2 separate regions of the Mus musculus genome follow, and region 1 is linked to region 2. The links are chromatin contacts, called in public Hi-C maps. All regions are on one chromosome and are shown on one strand. Each heading gives the region's core, a stretch centred on a gene start, on an enhancer-like site or on the middle of the called end of the contact. The rest is flanking DNA. Distances are from core to core; before and after follow the strand shown. Region 1 has its middle 29 kb from the start of Emilin3. Region 2 overlaps Plcg1 (phospholipase C, gamma 1).

Region 1 (3,730 bases), core at 213-2,712, 170 kb before region 2:
CTGTCCATCCAAGGAACTTCCCACAACCCACAGGCACTCCACTCTAGGTGAGTGGTTCTCAACCTTCCTTTTTTTCAAAAAAGATTATTTATTTTATGTATGTGAGTACACTGTAGCTGTCTTCAGATACACCACAAGAGGGCATCAGATCTCATTACAGATGATTGTGAGCCATCCCTCCAGCCCCAGTTCCCAACCTTCCTAATGCTGCAAACCCTTTAGTAACAGTTCCACATGTTGTGGCGACCCTTGACCATAAAATTGTTTTTATTGCAACTTCATAACTGCAATCTTGCTCCTATTATGAATCGTAAGGTACTTTTGGAGGTCGAGGTTAGTCAAAGGGGTTGTGACCCACAGGTTGAGAACCGCTGCCCTAGGCACAGCAGTGTTTGTGAACTTGGATGTCTACTTCTCAGGGCTCCTACTACTCAGGATGACACACCTGGATGACGTGGAGGCTTAAGGTGGCAGGAGGTGATGGAGATCAGAAGCTTGGCACGTGGCTACTTAGCTGGTACCTCAGTAGCTGGTGTCTGCCTTACAGGGATGTGAGCTCTGTGCTGGTTCATCCCTCATTCCACAGAGCATGGAAACGCATGGTACCTCAGTAGCTGGTGTCTGCCTTACAGGGATGTGAGCTCTGTGCTGGTCCATCCCTCATTCCACAGAGCATGGAAACGCAGATGTTCCCTTATCCTTGATATTTTAAAATGTATTTTATTTATTCTTTGAGAATGCCCTGCATTTACACGATGTATTTTGTTCATAGTTACCCTCCTACAACCCCTCCAACTTCTCCCAGACTCCTTCCCACACCACATCTTCCTCCCATCTCCGTAGTCTCTTCTGTTAGTCTGCTGGATCCATAAGTGTTTCTAGTGTGTGTGTGGATATGGGGCCATCCATTGGAGTATGGACAACTTCCCAGTAGCCGCATCCCTGAAGAAAACTGATCTTCTGCCCCTCGAAGCTATCAGTAGTGAGTGCCTCTGCTAGGGGTGGGGCTTTGTAAGTGCCTCCCCCAGCCATGAGGAGATTTGCTGTGGAACAGTGTCTTCCTGCCGTGACAAGGCTGTACACATAGGGCCTCACAACGGTTGCCTTCTCAAGCCCCGAACACGCTCGATTCCCTGACTCTTAAGTGTCTGCCATCAGTTATTTTCACACTGAGTTATTTTACTTGAAGCAGACAAGTATCTGGCTGCAGGCTGAGCCTCGCTCACAGAGCTCAGTGTGAGCGATTACAGACCCGTGGGTGCCGACAGGTTCCTGATACAATCCGAAGGTAACAGGAGATACAGAAGCAGATTCCGTGTGGAGGGAGGTGACTCCCATGCCCTGGCTTTAAAAGCAGCAGGCTTATCTGGAGGTTTCAATGCAACACTGAGGCCAGACAAGTAGCTTAAGAAAGTCCCCTGAGTAATGTGTCCTTGGGCCCCTACTCAGGCCCTGTTGGAGTGCCTGTGACTGTAGCAACAACACCCTTCAGATAACCTCGGTTTTCTCCCAGTGTCTCTGGGCTCCCAGACCCTTAATGATTGCCAAAAGTGACACTCTCTATAGCCCCCTGCAGGTCTGAATACTGGGAGCAGTGGCCAGAGGAAAGGGAGAGCAATCCCCAGCATGCCCGTGGTGTGATGGACCAAGACAGCTGGAGCTGCCTAGACACCACTCCCATCATGCCCTTCCCGCCCCCGCTTCAGCTCTGACCCAGGCTTTTCCACTCGATTTCAGACTTTCCAGACAGCAAAGCCCAGATGGCCAAGGAGGGAGGGAGGGAGAAGTAGGAATCCGCAGGGATTGGACACAAGGTCTCAGCATCTTTTGGATCCTATATGTATTTCCAGCATCCAGGAATCCCCTCCTAATCTGGGCCAACTTCCCAGCTCTCATCCCTGGGACCCCAAAAGCCACCCTTCTTACATGGATATGGTAACTCTTATAAATGCTCTCATCCACAGGCCAGTAAAACATGGCCCCTGTTGTCTGAACTACCTACTATTCAGGAAGAATTCTTACACCCTTGGACAATTTTTGCTTGAACCCCTTGGGACTCTGGAATAAAACCCTGTGGGAACACAGAGGAAGACCTTCATCATGGTATAGGCAGGAGCATCACAGACTTTTCTCTGTGCCTCTGTGGGATTGGGAGAAATGACCCCAACACCCCCAGCACTACTTAGGTGCTGGGAAACCCCTGACTTCGCTATTTCAGGGACCTGGGGGGGCTTTTGTTCCCTTCAGACCAGAGGAAGAGGCTCAGAGCCTGCTACTAGAAAGCCACAGGAAACTACCAGCTGCTTACAATTGGGGCTGACTCCAGGATGCTCTCAGCACAGGCTGATGGATGCTGAGATGCCACATGGCCTGGGCCTCTTCTCCTGTGTCTGTTTAATGAAGAAGGCCCCTCCAGCTCCGTTGCCCCACCATGGAACCATGAGTTGCTGTGCTCCCCTTGTTGGGGTAGGAGGTCTCCAGGCTAGGCTCAACCTTAGACTGCAGGGCCCTCTCCCTGGCTGGGGCTCAGCACTGATATTCCCATTCAATCTTGCCTTAGAGCAGGAGTCCTGAGTCTCCCAGGCAGGATCCCTACCTCCCTATTAGTCTGTTCCCCATGAGGCTTTTTTGTAAAAACTTTGGCTGGAGACCAAGGAACTTTTGAAACCTCTATGGGCTAGACCAAGATGTACAGACCTGTCTTCCTCCTAGAGTTGATAGGGACCAGATTGTTCACAAATACTGAGGTGGAAGCTGGAGGTGGAAGAGAGGAAAGGATTGCTTAAAGTGGCCTTGCCTACTGCAGAGGCCCTGGCAGCAGTCTCCCCATCGGAGTGGGTGGGATGTGGGAGAAGTGAAGCCCGGAGCCAGGGAACTCCCATAACACACATGTGACATATATGAAGTCACCCACCCTAACATGTTTAGGTATAGATGTGTTAGATAGATAACAAACCTCAAAACTACATACTAACATGATCGATGTATAGAGAGGGGGGGCACAGGTGACCCAGGCACTACAGCTGCAGAGCCATACGCAAACATGATTTATATCAAGACACAAACACCCCAAAGGGGTATACAAAGGTTCACACTGCAGACAATGCCAAGCCAGGCACAAGAGGTTAAGAAAGGGCTGGAACTCACTGTTCATCCAACCTGCTGGAAGCCAACACACATGCATGTGTGCATGTGTGTATATGCCCTTGTGCGAGCACACATACATGTGCACGCACACAGAGAAAGCCTCTTCCTCCAGGGTAGTTTTTTCTTTTTTTGGGGTGGGGGGGATTCTGGATAGCAACATGCAGTCAAGAGCTGGTGCTGGGAATGGGGCTACTGAAGCAGCTGCAAGCCTCCTCCAGGACAAGTGCCAGGCCGGTTCCTCATCCTTGGAAGGTCAAGTAAAGCCCAGGATAAGATGGAGGGCAGGCAGGGAGCTGGGAGCTGTGGTAGGCTCTGCCACTCATCCCAGAGGACAGTGTCCAGCTATGGCACAAAGTCTAGAAAGCCAGTTGTCCCCTGCCATGGCTACTCTGACTTCTGACCCGGGCTAGCCTGGCCTACATGCCTGTCATAAGCCGATATAGCTCTTTTTTTTTTTTTTTTTGGTTTTTTTGAGACAGGGTTTCTCTGTATAGCCCTGGCCGTCCTGGAACTCACTTTGTAGATCAGGCTGGCCTCAAACTCAGAAATCCCCTGCCTCTGCCTCCCAAGTGCTGGGATTAAA
Region 2 (3,889 bases), core at 375-2,874:
CATTTGTAAGGCTCTGTTTTCTGCAGTAGTCTTCTAGATACATAAAGGTCTTTGGTCAGCTCATCCTATCCAAATTTTGGCATGCTGCCTGGTTTTTCTTATACTAGACTGAAGCCTTTTCGCTAACATCCCTGATTTAGCCTCATCTTCTCCTATAAGAGCACACCGTTCACCACCAACCTGCCCAAACCTTTATGAGCTGATTTCCATGTGTTATAGCACTGGAGCCCACAGGCCTTTCTAAGTACAGGTCTCCCAAGACTTGAGCCTGAATTATCCACATTGCAGTTTCTTCTGCCTTGGTTCAGTGGAGTAGGTAGGTTGCTGCGCTCTATCCTCTAGGGCTAATAAGGCTGTTGAGGGTCTTCAGTGGAATGGCTGGGTTTAGTTTTGACTAATGACAGAACTGACGATCGTACTATCTGCTGTTTACATCGCTTACTAGCTAGAAATCCAAAAGGAATGGGGTTCTCAGAGTCTGTTTCTGCCAAAATCTGTGATCTCTTGTGCCTGGCCACTAGGGATGGCTGGCATCTAGGTAGTGGCAAGCCCAAATGTACTTTCCAGAATTTGTACTTTGTTGTGGTGTGAAAGCAGCTCAGAGAGTGAATGGCCCTAGGACTGAGCGCCTGCTTTGTTCTGAGTGCTTATTAACCCAGCAGGCCTATGAACTTGGTCCCCCAGACTGGAAAGCCAAAACAGGGTTTTCTAGTTCTGAGTCTAGCAGGAACACCTCTTCCCAACTCCCTAAATTCTGGAGCAGGGATGTAAATCCAGAGAGAACACTTGGGCTGCCTACTACAGACTAAGGCAGATTCTGGTTGCTACAAGGAAGAGGTAGGCACCCGCTTCCTTGGTTCTTCAGGCTCTTATGGATGTGGGACTGAATGGATTCAGTGAAGTTACCACTCTGTTGTCTCTTCCCTCCTTGAAACATACCTTGCAGCTACTCTGGCAGGAACCAGGCAGAAGAGAGGGAGGACAGCTATTTGGCAGGGACTGTGCTACATGGTGTCTTCCTGCTGTTGACAAGGGTGGGCAAATGGCAAGTTAGAACACCTGGGAGGGGCTTGCACATTTACCTGCTATCAGTGCCACTTTTGTCAAGAGACTGGCATACTGTGCCCACAGTGGGCACCTGTATGTTAATAGCTTTTCTTGATCTATGCCTTTTGACACATGTTCCCTTCCATGGAAAGTGGGTGATTCAGTTTATTCAGAACTTGAGTTGAAGGTAAACTGCCTAGGATAAAGCCTGCTCAATCACTGAATATAAAAAGGGCTGCCAGTGCTCTGTTCTCCCCCAAACAAGCACCAGAAGAGACATGTCCAGTGGGCGGAAGTCTATTACGTGGTCCTGCTAACCTGCAGTTAGTGCTTCGGAAAGATCTTGCCCCTAGCTCCTGTCCACACATCTTGGTCTTGTTCTTGTAGCCCCATATGAGAAGGCTGGCTGCAGTGAGAGCGAACTCCCATTCCTTAGCAGGATTCCAGCACAAGTTAGGTTGCTCTGTGAAATGGGTGGGCCGAGGGCAGGAGTGGTCACTCAGGGCACTGGTCTCTCTCCCATGCTTCTGAGTAGCTGGCTTTGTTCAGCTTTGCCAGGAAGGTCAGACTGTGTCATAATTGTTATTAAACACAGAAAATGAGCCAACTTTTTTCTGGCCCTTGCTGACTATTGTTCTTTGAGTTGTCCTGACATAGCCCTTGGGGAAATTGGGGAGGCAGCCAAAGACCTGCAGTGTCCTTGCTGACAATGTCTTGGATCCTGGTCCCCAGCACCTGCTTTGTGTCCTGACCTCAGTGTGGACGGCTTTGTTCTCAGGGGGCCCGACTGCTGAGAAGTACGGCTGGGGGTGATTTGAACAGTCTGCCTTTGGTGTGCTTCCTGTCTCCCAGGAACAGCTGAAGCGACTATCCTGGTGCTAAGTGAGGGTCACCTGCTACTGCGGCCAACTATGAAAGCGAACTAAGAAATAGCATATTCTGTCACATAGACCTATGTGTGGCCCTAGCTGGCCTCCTACCTGCCTGGTCGACTCACTGTGTAGACCAGGCTGGCCTCAGACTTGGGTGCTCTTCCTGCCTCTACCTCCCAAGCACTGAGTTACAGGCATGGGCCACAACTGGCTGGAGTGTAGAAATCCTTCACCCTGGGAAACATTGGAATAGAAAGACAGCCTTTGCTTTTGGTGTGGGCTGTGTGTGGTGGGAGGTGCGAGGATGACCTCTTCTGTCTGAGTCTCGGGCCTCTTAAGGTCCCCCATGGGGATGCTGCTATTTCCAAGATGCAAATTGCACATTTCCTAGATTTTGTATCTGCAAATATGGATAAGGGATGGGATGAGGGACAAAACTGCTTGTGTAGTTTGAATGGGCCTCGGCGGTACTTCCAATCTTTTAACTGTTCCTAAATAAAAATGTACAGACACTTCTTATCTGCTGTCTTTGTGGGGGGGAGTGAATTAATAAACAAAAATCTAAAATCCCTTCTATTGATTTTTGGGGGCAGGGGACAAATCTGACCCTTAAAAGTAAATAGGTATTGGGGCTTCCCTCAGCTCCCCAGGGAGATTCCAGTTTTTGGAATTCTTTGTCTTCTGCATTCCTGAACTCACTGTGATGCAAAACTGTCTGCGTATAAAGCAAGTCTGATCTTAGAGCCATGAACTGTGGGGTGTGAGGGCATGGGCAAGTTTTCCTGTGTTCCTTTCTTTTTCTGTGTGAGAGAAGAGGTGTCGGTGAAGCATGCTGTTTGCTAAGGAGAGCCTGTCACCGTGCAGAAGGACCCTGGACCCTACTAGAGGACCAGTGTCATCCCTACACCTCCAAGCCTCATAGCAACTGGTTGTTGCTAGGATGCTCTCATTGGCCATAAAGAAAAGGGGACTCCCAAAATAAAGCCACCTGAGTGAAGTGTCAGGATCTGCTCTTGATCTGCTCTTTCCCAAGGCCAGCTCAGGTCCTAAAGAAGTTGTGTGTTGAATCTAACAGCCAGGTCATAGAACTAACTAAACTAGGGCAATACCATGGAACTATCTCTTGAGTCCTTGGTGGGCAGGTTCAGAACACACTGGTGGAGACGGCAGGATCAGCCTGCAGGGAGCTGTAGAGTCTTCCTGATAAGACACAGTGACCCATGGATATAAATCCTCTGGGGATTTATATCCTAGGTGGGGAAAGCCTCTAAGGGAAAGATGCACTTAACTAAAATGTAAGGCAGGTCTGGGCTTGTTTTGGTCACTAAGTTGGTGGGGTAACCTCACACTCACTCAGCAGATCTGATATGGTCGAGGTAAGGAATAAGTTGAAAGACAAGTGACTGTTTAGTCCCTGTCCTCAGCTAAAGTCCAGGGTGAGTCTGGCCCCAAGTGAGGCCCCAGCTCTCTCTGTTAGGGGCACAGCTACTTGTGATTTTTCTTAGTAAAGGCCACAAAATGTTTCTGTCTTTTAATCCCGCATTTCAGTCCTATACCCCTGAAGTCACAGGCAGTGACTTCTTTTGTTAACGTGTTTTCACTGGTAACACTCAGTGGTCCCTCTTTACTTGTCTCTGGCCTGCTAGCCAAAAGGAGTCATCTCTTGGCTTGTATTCCTGTTATCACTGCCTTCCCTTCCAACCCCACTCTTTTGGTTTCCTCTGCCAAAGATAATGGTTCTCAACCTGACTTCTCATTTTCATGCTCCAGGGAGCAAAGCCCTGACAACAGTATTTCTCAGATGTACCTGAGGGTGTTTTTAAACAATGCTTGGCTGAGATTCTACAGGTCATAACCCAATGGGTGCAAAGCAGTGTTAACCAAGCTGTCACATGTAGGGACACACTGGATGAATCAGGCAAGACAGCCACGGGGCACCAAGATGGGTCTCCTGGATCACTCAACAGTAG

What was found. Hi-C and Micro-C count contacts between places; a contact is called where the count stands out from the background.
Region 1: a contact with region 2 is called in a Hi-C map of Sertoli cells, with 1.6 times the contacts expected there. The contact joins two enhancer-like sites. A contact is called at or near these places in 1 of 39 promoter capture datasets (hippocampal neurons), 15 of 484 Hi-C or Micro-C datasets (the C2C12 cell line, the G1E-ER4 cell line, Sertoli cells and 9 more), 1 of 115 datasets of contacts at active chromatin or transcription factors (astrocytes) and 4 of 9 other capture datasets (adipose tissue, embryonic stem cells, liver and 1 more).

Annotation. Positions count from the first base shown.
Region 1 is chr2:160,939,038-160,942,767 of GRCm38.p6, reverse strand. No RefSeq gene overlaps it. Among named protein-coding and RNA genes, the nearest start is that of Emilin3, 29 kb to the right of the region's middle. Within about 2 kb of position 1,462, at least 24 of the 459 cell types and tissues checked have an H3K27ac peak or open chromatin away from gene starts, as enhancers often do. A contact at or near this core is called in Sertoli cells and muscle stem cells, where this site is marked.
Region 2 is chr2:160,764,331-160,768,219 of GRCm38.p6, reverse strand. The region is part of intron 32 of Plcg1 (phospholipase C, gamma 1); the gene reads right to left. Among named protein-coding and RNA genes, the nearest start is that of Plcg1, 35 kb to the right of the region's middle. Within about 2 kb of position 1,624, at least 33 of the 459 cell types and tissues checked have an H3K27ac peak or open chromatin away from gene starts, as enhancers often do. A contact at or near this core is called in Sertoli cells and muscle stem cells, where this site is marked.